Linked DNA regions of Mus musculus: region 1 is linked to region 2. The links are chromatin contacts, called in public promoter capture Hi-C maps. All regions are on one chromosome and are shown on one strand. Each heading gives the region's core, a stretch centred on a gene start, on an enhancer-like site or on the middle of the called end of the contact. The rest is flanking DNA. Distances are from core to core; before and after follow the strand shown. Region 1 overlaps Gm14206 (a long non-coding RNA gene). Region 2 holds the start of Krtap2-4 (keratin associated protein 2-4).

Region 1 (6,332 bases), core at 1,967-4,466, 670 kb after region 2:
CTTTCCATCCACTCCTCCATTCCAAGCATCTCTGGACTCCAATGTTTTTTGTTTACACAAAATGGCATAGTATACATCCCTGAACATATGGTGGTGTGAACTTTTACAAACCCAATCTTAGGGGAAACTTTGGTAATGGGATCACTGGGTTAATGAGTAATGTTCTATTTTTGGTTGAGACAGTGTCCTGCTGTGTTGCCAAGGCTAGCCTTAAACTTCCGGGTTTACATAACCCACCTACCTCCAAGGAGTATAGACATTCACCTGGCTGGCAAATAATTTTTATCCCTTTTTCTCATTTTTTATTTATTTTTATTATTATGGATGAATGGATGCAAGTATGCGTAATACATACATATGCATGCATACATGTGTGTGCATGTGCCCAACGGGGCCAGAGGGTATCAGATCCCTGGAAATGGAGTTACTGGTGGGTGTAAGCCACTCAGTCTGGATAATGGAAGCAATCGTGAGACCTCTGCAAGAGCGATGAGTGCCAACAGTCCGGAGGGCTGGAGAGATGGCTCCGTGGTTTTGGTTTTGAGACATGGTATCGCTGTGTGGCCCTGGCTTTCCTGGAACTCACATGTAAACCAGGCAATCCTGGAACTCACAGAGATCCACCTGCCTCTGCTTCCCAAGTGCCAGGATTAAAGATACATGCCACCATACCCAATGACTGTTTGTTGTTGTTGTTGTTTTAAGACAAAGTCCCCTGTAGCCCAGACTGGCCTCAAACTTGCTATCTAGTGGCAGACTAGAAGATGTCTCTGAGCTTCTGATCCTTCTGCCTCCACTCCCCAACCAAATAGAATTGAGCTTCCCCACTAACTTGTAGCAGCCCGGGAAACCAGTGAGACCCAGCTGTTCCCCATGCTGCAGGCTCTATGGTTACCTTTGCCAACGTCAAAGGGCTCCTTGGTCACCTCAGTTTTCACTCCTAACTCCTGGGTGACACGAAGCATCCGTCCTGGATTTGTTAGGGTTTCTATTGCTGTGATGGAACACCGTGACCGAAGCAACCTGGGAGAGAAGGGTTTGTTTGTCTTATGCGTCCACAGAACTGTCCATCATTGAAGGAAGTCAGAACAGGAACACACAGGCTGGAACCTGGAGGCAGGAGCTGATGCAGAGGCCATGGAGGAGGGTTACTTGCTGGCTTGCTCAGCCTACTTTCTTATAGAACCCAGGACCACCAGCCCAGGGACAGCACCACCCACAATGGGCTGAGCCCTCCCCCATCAATCACTAGTTAAGAAAATTTCTTCCAGCTGAATCTTATGGAGGTGTTTTCTCAATGGAGGTTCCCTTCTTTCAGATATCTCTAGCTCATATCAAGTTGACATAAATATCCAGGATCTCTTCTTGGGTCCCTACCGACCCCTACGAGCTGACCTTTGACCCCTACAAGCTGACCTTTCCTGACCTTTGCCTGTCTTCTCCTTGCCAGCTGATGACATGGTTCACAAGCATGGCTCAGCCTCCGCACACTCGCTGTGTGAGTGGTTTCCCCATGTTGTCTGTGGGTCTTCTTTTCCATCTGAACAGTCCCTTTGGGTCACCTTCATCCATTGTGTCTTTGCTTCTGCCCCACCTCCTCCCAGCTCCTGGAGTTTGAGAAAAAGGCTTTCCTTAGTGAGAGAAAAATGTAACACTGGGGAGAACCCAGAACCCACCCCAGACTGAGGTGACAGCCTGGGAAACAGACATGAAAATGGACACAGAGCTGGGTAGCCAGCAGGAGCATGGATCAGGGCAGGTGGCCAGCAGGGCACAGGCCAGGGCAGGTTGGAAGCAGGGGGATAGCTTTCTAGGTTGAACAGGTGGGCAGTGATGACTGTAATTCTGTGTTGCAGACATAATTTAGGCGGAGGGAAGCTGAGGGACACCTTGTACATCCTCACCTGTTTATTGGTGATGGGACCCGGCCACCTCCATCTCTGTCCCCAGAAATAGACACACCAAACAATGCTTGTCAAATAAATGATCAAATGAATGACCAAGTCACCAGAGTTGGGAAAGCCCTTTCCCCAAAGGAGAGGAGGGAAGGATATACAACTGAAGGGCCCTCCTCCATAATCTCCATTGTCCCCACAGCCATTAAGGAACAGCCCCCAAGCCCCAAGCTCAGCTAGGAAGAGAGCTGTGCCCACCAACCAGTCCTGTGGAAGCCTCTAGATCTTTGTGGCAGGAGAGTGAGCTGTGTCTGGTCCTAACAACTCCAGCTTAAAACAGACAAGGAATCTCCTCCTACAGGCCGTCCAGGGAAGTAAGAGAGTGGGGCGGAGCCCTGGATTATAACAACCAGGAACTTTCTAAAAAGGCTGTCTGACTCTCAACAGACTCTGGAGTCTAGAGAAAAACCTCCAGGGCAGACCAGAGGGGGTCTTTATGTTCCTGGGGGGTGTTTCAAAGTCGCTGAGAGACAGAAAAGAATAGAAGCTGAACAGGCAGGTACCTGACCAGGAAGCTGAAGGGACAGTGTGGAGTCCCGCCCCACCTCGTCCCAAGGTCCTCTTGCCCTAAAAGGGAAGCCATTTGGCCTCTAGGCTCCAGCATCTTTCCATTCTTGGAAAGAACGCATTACAGAGTGCAACCTAAGCTTCAATCCTGTAGCTAGAGCACCATCTGCTGGTAATTTGCGGTACTGCACCCTTGTTCACAAAGACACAGAAGAAATTCAGGAGGATGCTGGACCACATATCTGTCAGCTGCCTCTTCAGACCCCTTCCCTGGAGTCTGGGTCAGCTCATCTCCCTCATTATACAACTCCCTAGTATGCCACCCCCCGACTCTCCCACTGCACCAAGCCCCAGTTGGGCCACTGTGTCCATTGTCCCACGCGTCACTCCTTTCCTACCCCTTAGGCTCCTCTATGAAACTGCTCACCCCAAGGCCAGCTTCGAGTTTGGGGATCCCTGGGTCAGTCCCTATTCTTCAAGAGGAGTACTCTCTTCCTACTGAAAATTCTTTAACAGCAGCAGCTGTTATTGGTGTGCATGCCACACAGGGTGTGACCCCCCAAAACTGGGAACCCGATACAAACCAATGAAAGAAACGGCTATGCGCACACCTACATGGCTACCCTACATGCACATCCAAGCATGTTCTGCATGTGTGGATGAACAGCAAGAGGGTCTCACTGGATGAGCCAGATAGGCTCTTTGTCACCTAGGCTGGAGCTAAGAGGCTCGAATCTCTGATCGTGCGCCTGCAGAGGGCAGCACTGAGCTGCTCGGGGCTAGCTGGACAGACACCGCGGTTGTTTTGACCTCAGACCTGGGAATGGCTTCTGCTCACTAACTCCAGGGCCATGAGGATAGGGGAAGGGCCCATGTCGAAAGATTTAGTGTCTGAGGTCCTGGAGAAATGGCTCAGCAGTTAAGAGCATGTTTTTCCTTCCCAAGTTCAGTCCCTAGCACCCATAGTAGGTAGCTCACAATCACTTGGAAGTCCAGCTCCAGGGAATTCAATATGTCTAGCCTCTGTGGGCACTTCACTTGCACATTCTCACACAAAGACAGACAGACAGACACACACACACACATTCATGTGATTTCAAATTAAATTGATTTTTTTAAGTTTGAGTGTCTAATAACACATAGTAGATTCTATGCCTTTATTGGGGATATAAGATTGTGAGGTATGGGTCTGTGCGTCATGTGTAACGTGTGCACACATATACATTTCAGAATGCATGCTAGTGCAAGGTCCTGTGATTCTATGTCTTAAATCCTACATACATTTTGTCAGTATTATTTTGACTCTCTTCCATGTTGCGTTTTTAAAGAGAAAGAAAGAAAGAAAGAAAGAAAGAAAGAAAGAAAGAAAGAAAGAAAGAAAAAGAAAGAAAGAAAGAAAGAAAGAAAGAAAGAAAGAAAGAAAGAAAGGAAGGAAGGAAGGAAGGAAGGAAGGAAGGAAGGAAGAAAGAAGGAAAGAAAGAAAGGCCTCAAAGTTCTCACTAGAATGTGGAAACTCCCCTGGGGGGCGGGGGTTGAGCCTGCAGTTCCCTGGAATTTCCCAGAATTCATAGAAAGACTCTGGGTTTCACTTACATTGACTATAACCTTAGAGGAGAGGTGGGCCTGAGTCCAAGTTCAGCACTTCCCCAACGCAAGTGGCTAGTTCACACAGGTGCACATGCAACTCACCTTCACAGAGCTTGCACACAAATGCACACCTACACAGCCCACACATACATTTGCACACGGCTACCATATGGACTCACACATTCAACCTCATTCAAGTCTAATCACATGCCCTTGCACTAGTGCGTGCACGTGGCACACAGACACATACCTCACAGCCCTGCATCCTCAGGTCCACACACAGCCACACTCTAAGCTTAGACACATGCTCTCACATGCTCATAGACAATCGCACATGCGCACACAACCTCACACTGACACACAGTCACACTTGTCTCATGTGTGCACACTTTTGCCCTGTACACTTGCCCGTGCTTTCAGTCCTACAACCTCTTCATTGTCACATTACACACTCGTTCACACTCACACAAAGCCGCCATTGCCACTATAGTAAAAAAAAAAAAAAAAAAACCTTACATTACCACAGGGCTACCCCTAGACAAGCCTGAACAGGCCGTGATCCCAGGATAGATTTCTAGAATCTTCCCAGGAGATACCAAACCCAAGGTAGAGTGATGTCCCCCACATTCCCAGTCTAGAGCAAGCAGAATCAGGACCAGGAGTGTTGACAGCACACACAGGTCACCAGGCCCTGATGACTTCAAGCTTCAGTTCCCTTCCAGTTAGGTCACCTTTGAACTGTGTGAGGCAAGGCCTGGCCAGAAAACCTGACAGGGACACTTGGGCGCTATCACTTATCCTTATGAGGCACACCGAAGGCCTGAGCAGATTAAATTCTGGGGGCATCTAAGCACCCTGGGCCAGTCAAGAGGCAGGACAGGTACGGAGGCACAGCACAAACTGGAGTCACTGTAGACATTGCCTGTCCACACGGGTATGGCTGTCAGGTGTGAAGGCCAGTGGCACACAAGAAGCTCACACTCTCTGAGAAGAGTGAGACAAGCCAGAGGAGGGGAGACAGAGATGGATGCTGAGCCTAGAGAGATGGGGGGGAGGGCCAGCCTGCCAGGGACCCTAGCAGGGAAAGCGGCCTGGATCCTAAAGGCAGTAGGTATGGGCTAGGGAAGGCGTGCTTCCCTTACAGAGGTTGGCAAACGGGGACCCAGAATCTACAGGGCTGACTGACCCTCAGCTGTCACCTGGGGAGCGGGGCTGACCTAGAAATCCACCCACTGGTCCTCCCACGGGCCCTGTCTCTCCCTAACTCCTCAGAATGAAGTCCCCCGTGAGCGACAAAACCTTTGTCTGTACAGAGGACTAATGGTTTCCCAGCATCAAGACTCAGAGAAGTTTCTAGGCGTTCCAAAAAGGTCTCCCCCCCAAAGCCTTTCCTAGCTGGGCCAATTGGTGGTAACCCAACAAAAAGCCAGGGGGTATGGAGCACCTCCTAGGAGCGAGCAGGAAGGGGGTGCTTGATGGCAGAGCTGGGGACAGCTAGAGAAGGACTGAGTGCTGGCTTTACCGAGAGGGCCCAACCCTGACTGAGGGAGGGTGGGGTGCACCAGGCCTGCACATTCCAGCAGCTGCCGCTCCCTTCTAACCTGTCCTCTCCTGTTCCCACAACTTCCCAAGCTGCCCTGGACCTGGCTGTCAGGGAACAGTTCCCAGAATCCTTTGCTGTCCAGACCCCAACTATAGAGATCACAGTCTGAATGCACAATGGCCCTTCTGCCCTCCCCCACTAAGCACACACTCACACGAATGTATACACACATGCATGTGTACGTGCATGCTCAGCCAGCCTCAGCCTCAGGACACGGGGACAGGACACACAGCGAGGCTGTCCGAGCTGTAGCACTCCAGGACAGGCGATCTCCTCCCTCCACCCCATCGAGGCACAGGACAAGAGAAACGGGGAGGAAGCCAGTCCCCAGAGACACCCCAGGACCAAGGTCACTGTAGAATGCCCCTTGAAGTTCGGCCAAAGGAACTCTGGGAAGGGAATGTTGTCCTCCAAAGTTGCTGAGGGCTTCATGTCCAGTTTGGGCATCTCAGGCTGGTCCTGTTCCCATGCCCAGCAATGGACTGGATGGGCCCAGGAATTGTACCTCCTCTGCTTCCCCACCCTCACCCAGGCCTAGCCAGGCAGCCTTCAGTCCTCACAACAGAGGCTGTGCTACACATGGAAGGCCCAACGGCCCAGTGCACCATCCTGCCTTCTCTCCCCACCCCAAACCCTGCAATCACCTTTCCTGACCTCTCGTGTAGGACAGAATTCCCACG
Region 2 (6,726 bases), core at 2,965-5,464:
TCTCTGCACAAAACAAAGCAAGAGTGTTGACAGAGTTAATACGAATTTTCTATCTCCTCGGGAGCTCCAGGAACACACCCTAGCAGGCCTGTATTTTCAATGGCCTTGGATACACATTCGCTGATTTTCAGGGTCTTACTTTTCTGAGACAAAAGGAATTCCATTGTTTACTATTTTTATTTAATATTGCTCAATGCTATCTGTGTCAAACATCATGCTTAACTAAATACATGTATTAATTTATTCTTAATAAATCCCTACAAGGTGAGGATTATGATATCTTTTGGTTTCCCTATATCAGACTCGGTAAGTGATTTTCTCAATGTCAAACATTAGTAAATGCTACAGCCAATACTCAGTCCCCAAATATGTGCCATGATATTGTTCATAAGTCCAACGAGCTGCAGAATTAATGACGAGGACCACATGACCAGGTCTAATGGAGTATTTGCTTTAAGAATTTTAATGGTGTATATACTTTTATAATTGTTATTTGTGACACCTTCAGAGTCATCTGTACACATTCTCTCTTACCAAGTATCTCCAGGAACTAGAAGAATTGAGTCTCACATAATTTGGGAATTCTCAAAATTCTAAAACATGCCTCCAAACAGAGTGTCACAATTGGGCATAGTTAATCGGTCATGGGACACTTTGAACAAAGCCACCAAACAGGTGAGGAAGTCAAAGACCTTGAGCCTATCCAGAGGGGCTTCCATCCCTGAGGAGAATAGTCCTAGCTAGTTTCAATACAAAGCAGTCTTCGTCTACCTTGTCTATATCTAGTATCTCCAACACCTCCTCAAGTTCATTCCCACCCACAGAACCAACTGTGATGTTCAATTGCGTCAAACTCTCAGGCCTTCTGCAAAACTTAGGTCATGATTTTACAGCTCCTGTGTCTGTCCTTTCTCTGCAATTATTTCTGCCTTAGATCTGTGGTTGAAGGCTCTGGTTTACCCCTTGCCATCCGTCCTGCTGCTTATACAGTTCCTTACAGGGTCACTCAGCATGCTAGCAGCCAGTGTAGTTGACACAGGCACAGGGTTACCACAGAGACAAATGAATGATAATAAAGATAGTGTGGAAGACAACACAACATCTTCTGTCTGAGAAAGCACAGCAAGATAAAGAGAAAGTTTCTATATGTCTAAGACTAAAAGTACTGAGGGGAATAAAGCAGAGGTGTTTAGAGATTATTTTAAAATGGTGAGCTGTAATGGCTACTCCTAGTTGTCAACTTGACTATGTCTGGAGTGAACTACAATCCAGAATTGAAGGGATTACCTGTGATCCAGATCTTGTGGCTGGAAGACACAAGTTTCTGACCTGGATCTTGGCATGGAGATCTTGAGGCATAGTGGTTATGAAAAGCTTAGGCCTAGGCGAGGTAGTGCACACCTTTAATTTCAGGAGACTAAGACAAGAAGATCTCTGTGTTCAAGGTCAGCCTGGAACAAAACAAGTCCCAGATCCAGGCATTGGTGGCACACATACCTTTAATCTGGGCCACACCTTCTGCTGGAGACCTACATAAGGACATTGGAAGAAGGAAGATTTGTTCTTCTTTGGATTTATTTTCCAGCACATCTGTTGGAATCTACTTCTACAGAAGACCAGCTGAAACAACTAGCCCTGTGGGACTGAGCAACTACTAGATCCTTGGACTTCCAATTCACAGCTGATTATTGTTGGGGAGTTAGAGTACAGACTGTAAGTCATCGTAATAAACTCCCCCAATATAGAAAGACATTCCATACATTCTGTGACTCTAGAAAATCCTGACTAATACATAAAAAAAGATATGTAGAAAGAGATTGACTTATATAGAGAGAGGGATGTAGCTCAGTGATAGAACTCTTGCTTAATGTTTGTAAGGCTCCAACCCCAGCACTGAGAGAATGATATAAAGAAATGGGATCTGTAAACCAAAGGCCTGCTGGGAAATAATTGCCCTCAATAATAACAACAATAGTAATAAACAAATGATAATAGTAACAACCCATTGTACACATACTAAATTTTTATCAAATGGTTCCTAAAAGTTGCTAGCCACAGAACACCCTGTACATATTACTTCTTGTTGCAACACTTTGTGGAGAAAGCCAGCTTAGCAGAATAAGAATACACATATCAGAAAGGAGAATGGGGCTAGGAATGTGTCTTCCTCTCCTCTCACCTACTTAACGCTTACTTATTTTCAATATAATTTATTATTTTCTATGTGCCATGTATCGTGCAGATGAATAAAAATCCAGTCTTGACTGAAGCCAGCCCAGACCCTCTCCTCACAAAGCTTTCTTACTTGACTTCTCTCACTAATCAGTGCGTAGGGCTAAGCGTACAAGCAGCACATTTTAAAAGATTCACTTATATTTGGTTCCAAAGACACAAAGTTTTACATTGCTTTTTTTTTTTTTTTTTTTTTTTTTTAGCTCTTGTTTTGTAATTTGTTTGAGTCTGTTATTTCTTTAGAATGACTTCTGTGGTAGATGCCCTTTTTTGTTTGTTTGTTTGTTTGTTTTCCAAGACAGAGTTGCTCTTTGTAACAGCCCTGGCTGTCAAATCACTTTGGAGACCAGGGTGGCCTTGAACTCACAGAGATCTTCCTGCCTCTGTCTCCCAAGTGCTGGGGATAAAGACATGTGCTACCCTGCTGAGTTGGTAGATGGCATTTTTTGAGTGGGGTGGGAAACCATAAATAAATAAATAAATAAACCCAAAACCAGTGGTTAGCCTTCCTGACTGGTTTATCTGACAACAGTGAAACTGCCCCACAAAGGGTTAATGTAATCACCTGATTACATTAGTAATTCATATACCCTATATGAACCCATGTCGGCACTGTTTCAGTGACACGGTATGTGAGATTCTAGCAAAGGCTGTATAATTCTGTTCTCATCAGCAGCTGCATCAGAAACCTAGCTGCTGTGGTGGTGCTGGCTGGGGAGATGAGAGAAAGACTGACCCAGGAGCTAAAGAAGACCTCAGTGATGAGGGGTTTCTGGGTGAGATGACCATGGCATAGTTTTCTATGTTGGGAAGCGAGCGGGGCTGTAACTCGGACTTTGTTCCTTTTCTTGTGTGTATGAACCACTCCCAAATCATACTCAGGATCGAAGATCTGTCTCACTATTTTTGTCCTGTTACCACCGAAGTCTGTGTCTTTAAAGACGAAAGCCCATTGGCGAGATGATCTGAAATGTTCAAATTCTTTTCACCATCATGGACCATGCACCTCAAAGGCTCTTGGGGGTGGGGAGGGAAGGTCAAAATACAGCTGTTAGGAACATTTCTCCTTCTAGACATCCCATTCTGAACAGTGTAATTTACACATCAATGAGGTTTCAAACATCAAGAAAGAATACAAAAAGGATGTGTGTACTTCACCAAAAATAAAATTTTATTTTTTTTATCATGCAAAACCATAGCACAAGGATACCATGCTGAAAACATATCCCATCTGAACCTTGAAATTAAAAAAAAAAAATTACAGTGACTCAATGGGATGGATCTTCATGAAAAAACTTAACATTTGCTTACATATGCTTTTGATGCCAAGAATTCTGCTGATGGGAGCTAGAATATGTCTAGAGCTATGCAGATGACTAGCTGAATATATATATGGAGAACTTGATAGGCCTTTACGGTTGGGTGAACTGGGGAAGTACAGATGGGCTGCAAAAGTGGTGTCTCTCTGCTCCATCAGGAGTAGGACGAGTTCTGTTCACCCGGAGAAGCTGCCTATGTGATGGCTCAGCAGCAGGTGTTACAGGGGGAGGTCCTGCAGGTGGTGCGACAGGGAGCAGGCTGGCAGCAGGGGGGCCTGCAGCAGGGAGCCTGCACTGAGATGGGCTGGCAGCAGGTGGAGGCCCAGCAGCAAGGCCTGCAGACCACAGCTGTGCAAGAGGTGGGGCAGCAGGTGATGGGGCGACAGCAGCCCTGCTGCAGGCTGCAGGGGTCACAGCAGATGGGGCGGCGGCAGGGCTCACAGATGGGCCTGGTGCAGTGGGGCACACAGGTCACAGGGCGACACACTGTGGTCTGGCAGGACACTGGGCGGCAGCAGCAGGGGTCCCTGCAGCAGCAGGGCTGGCAGCAGCCTCCTCCACAGCTCTGGGAGGAGAAGGATCCACAGCAGGAGCCTGTCATGGTGGTGTCTGGGCTGGAGTGGGGCTGAGAAGTGAGGAGAGGTTGGGAGTTCTCAGGTACGATGTCTTGTCTAGGTTGGGTCCCTTTATATACCTGAACAGTGCTGACCAACGGCCATTTCCTGGACTTGTGGTTACCCAATGAAAAGAGAGCCCTGGATTCAGTTGCCAGGCAACATTTCTAATATCTGCAAGGATGCTTTTCTTCCTAGCCTTCTCCTATTCCCTTGGAATGAACACTTGGTAATTTGTATCATCAGAACTATTGCTCACCTGTCAGTCAATCCTCCCAGGCTAGACCATGTGACAGATTGAAAGTCCAGAGGACACACTGGTGATGTCACTTTCCCCTTGTTCACAGTCTCTGAGTCGGTGTGAGCCTACAATGCACATGAGTCACCAGCCTGAGCTCTGAGTGACATCCAGACCCAGTAACAATTCCTGAAGAGCCAAGATGGCTCATAAAAGTAGGTGTGTGTCTATGTTGTTATGGAAAATATGCCCCAGGGCTTCTGGAAAATGGATTATTACCTTGTTCCTGGAGACTGAGTCACCAAAGCATCAGAGTGGCATTTGAGAAAGGTCTTGAATTGTCCCGTAACTGGAAACTTCTCATGAGACACTTAATATGTGAACAGGACAATTTGGGGGATAGAGAAGAAAAAACTAGGCCTTGAAATTTCCTACCACAGAGCAGTGACGATTTGTAAGGAGACAAGCTAAAACTAAAAGCCATTTAAGGTGAAAAACTTTGTAAATAAGATCAAACCAAGTGACAGTTTTACTCATGCCTGTCTTCTAAATTTGTCTCTTGATTATTATATTTCTTGCTTCCTAAGTGCGACAGAGGCAATGGCACGTTACGTTCTTTAAAAATCTATTGTGGAGCTGGTGAGATGGCTCCTGCCACCGGGCCAGACAAATCCCAGAAGCCACATGGTGGAAAGAGGAAACGGACTCCTGCAAGTTGTCCTCTGACTTCCTCACCTACACCCTGCCACAACTGCACCCACAGACATGTGTGTGCATCCATACACAAAATAAAAAGCTTGAATAAAATCTATTGAACATATTTGAGGAGGAATCAATTATCTTACTGTAGTCAATATGTGGATTGATGGCTGAGAATTGTGACTGCTTATAAAATATGATATAAGATTATTAGAAGGACAAGACTTAGTGGAGTAGTGACTGCATAAAGAATTTTATGTATCACCACTACAATAGTCAGATACCAGAGATAAGTCAAGGTTTGGGAGGCTGCTGTATGCATTGGACAAGGATTGCTGAGGACTCTGGATCAAGTTTGCCTCTGAGTGTGTGTGATGGCTAGTTTGGATTGTCAACTAGTCACAGTGGAGAATCAACCCCGGGAACGAGTCACAACTGTCTAGATTAGGTCAGCCTGTGGCTATGCCTGTGTGTTGTTTCCTTAATTGAGTTAACTGAGGTGGGAAGCCAGACCCTGTCTGTGGGTAGACTGACCCTGTGTGGGGGTACCAATGTTTCGTGGCCTGGGCTCTGGAGTAAATGCAAGTGAGTGTGAGCTGAGTACCACGGTGCATGCAGTAACTCATTGCTCTCTGATCTTGACTACAGATGTGTTGTGAGCAGCTGCTCCAACCTCCTGCCACCTGGACTCCACTCCCCCATCATGATGTGCCAAGACCTGGAATTGCACTTTAAAATAAAAGCCTTGCTTCCTTCAATTGCCACAGTCAGGAATGTTGTCACAACAGATAGTAACTAGTACAAGACTCCAAATTTCAGGTAGGAGATGTGAAGTTGTAATACTGTTCTTTCCTTTCACCATATCATTATTTCCTCTGGAAGATGGGTCATATGTTTGTTCCATAACCCACACTGACATTGGATGTTTTGTGTACAGTCGTGTTCAGCTTATCCAGACACAATCCCGTGCAAGGATACCAGAACGCTGCCACGGTCAGATCCTACGACCACTTTTGGTTCTTCTGCTCTAGAGCTCTTGCTGACACACAGTCAGGGATGGACTTGTTACATGGAGACTGTCCCTAAACTTTATGACATGATCTTTTAATCTCATATTATTCTAGTTCCAAGCATTCTGCAAGAGTGTAATCACCAGTGGGAATATGCACATTTTAAGGATAATGATAATTAATCATGAGACTTGTCATTTGATTGGCAAAGAACATAATGATGGTGACTGTTGGTAGGCCGTGTCCTCATCTCAATAGTTTTATGATTGTGTCCTCTCAGGAACTAGGTTGGCGGGGGCTTCTAGATGTCAGGGGGTGTCTACAATTCTGAAAACAGAGTATGTTTTTCATAGAGAGTCCATTCATAGTCATAGGAGCCAGAAATGAGGATGGGGAGGGTTGAGGGAAGAGGGAACTGTGTATCTCAGGCAAAGGACATCTTCCCAGCCACAGCTTCTGCATCTGTCAAGTGGAGTCATCACTGCCTGGAGTTCTTCACAGACTGATTTATTCACACAAATGGATGAATATAATTAACCAAAAAGAGAAGATGGTCAAATTTCAAAATTCAGAAAAGCAATGGTTAGGGAACTCAGTGAATTTGTTTCTGTAGC

The links. Promoter capture Hi-C pulls out the DNA fragments that hold promoters and counts their contacts.
Region 1: a promoter capture Hi-C map of trophoblast stem cells shows a contact between it and region 2, with 6 times the contacts expected there. The contact joins the enhancer-like site here to the promoter of Krtap2-4 in region 2. A contact is called at or near these places in 8 of 39 promoter capture datasets (3T3-L1-derived adipocytes, Sertoli cells, cranial neural crest and 5 more), 1 of 15 datasets of contacts at CTCF or cohesin (large pre-B cells), 2 of 484 Hi-C or Micro-C datasets (the G1E-ER4 cell line and embryonic stem cells), 5 of 115 datasets of contacts at active chromatin or transcription factors (the NIH/3T3 cell line, astrocytes, embryonic fibroblasts and 1 more) and 2 of 9 other capture datasets (adipose tissue and embryonic stem cells).

The regions. Positions count from the first base shown.
Region 1 is chr11:100,279,560-100,285,891 of GRCm38.p6, forward strand. Gm14206 (a long non-coding RNA gene) reads right to left here. Exons shown (of 5, transcript XR_880211.2): 2 at 1,427-1,607; 3 at 896-1,023. Among named protein-coding and RNA genes, the nearest start is that of Krt42, 13 kb to the left of the region's middle. Within about 2 kb of position 3,217, at least 53 of the 459 cell types and tissues checked have an H3K27ac peak or open chromatin away from gene starts, as enhancers often do. A contact at or near this core is called in embryonic stem cells and trophoblast stem cells, where this site is marked.
Region 2 is chr11:99,610,632-99,617,357 of GRCm38.p6, forward strand. It overlaps Krtap2-4 (keratin associated protein 2-4), which reads right to left and starts at 4,215. Exons shown (of 1, transcript NM_027800.1): 1 at 3,386-4,215. The coding sequence starts at 4,152. The coding sequence ends at 3,757. It overlaps Gm32730 (a long non-coding RNA gene), which reads left to right. Exons shown (of 5, transcript XR_880207.2): 4 at 5,751-5,921.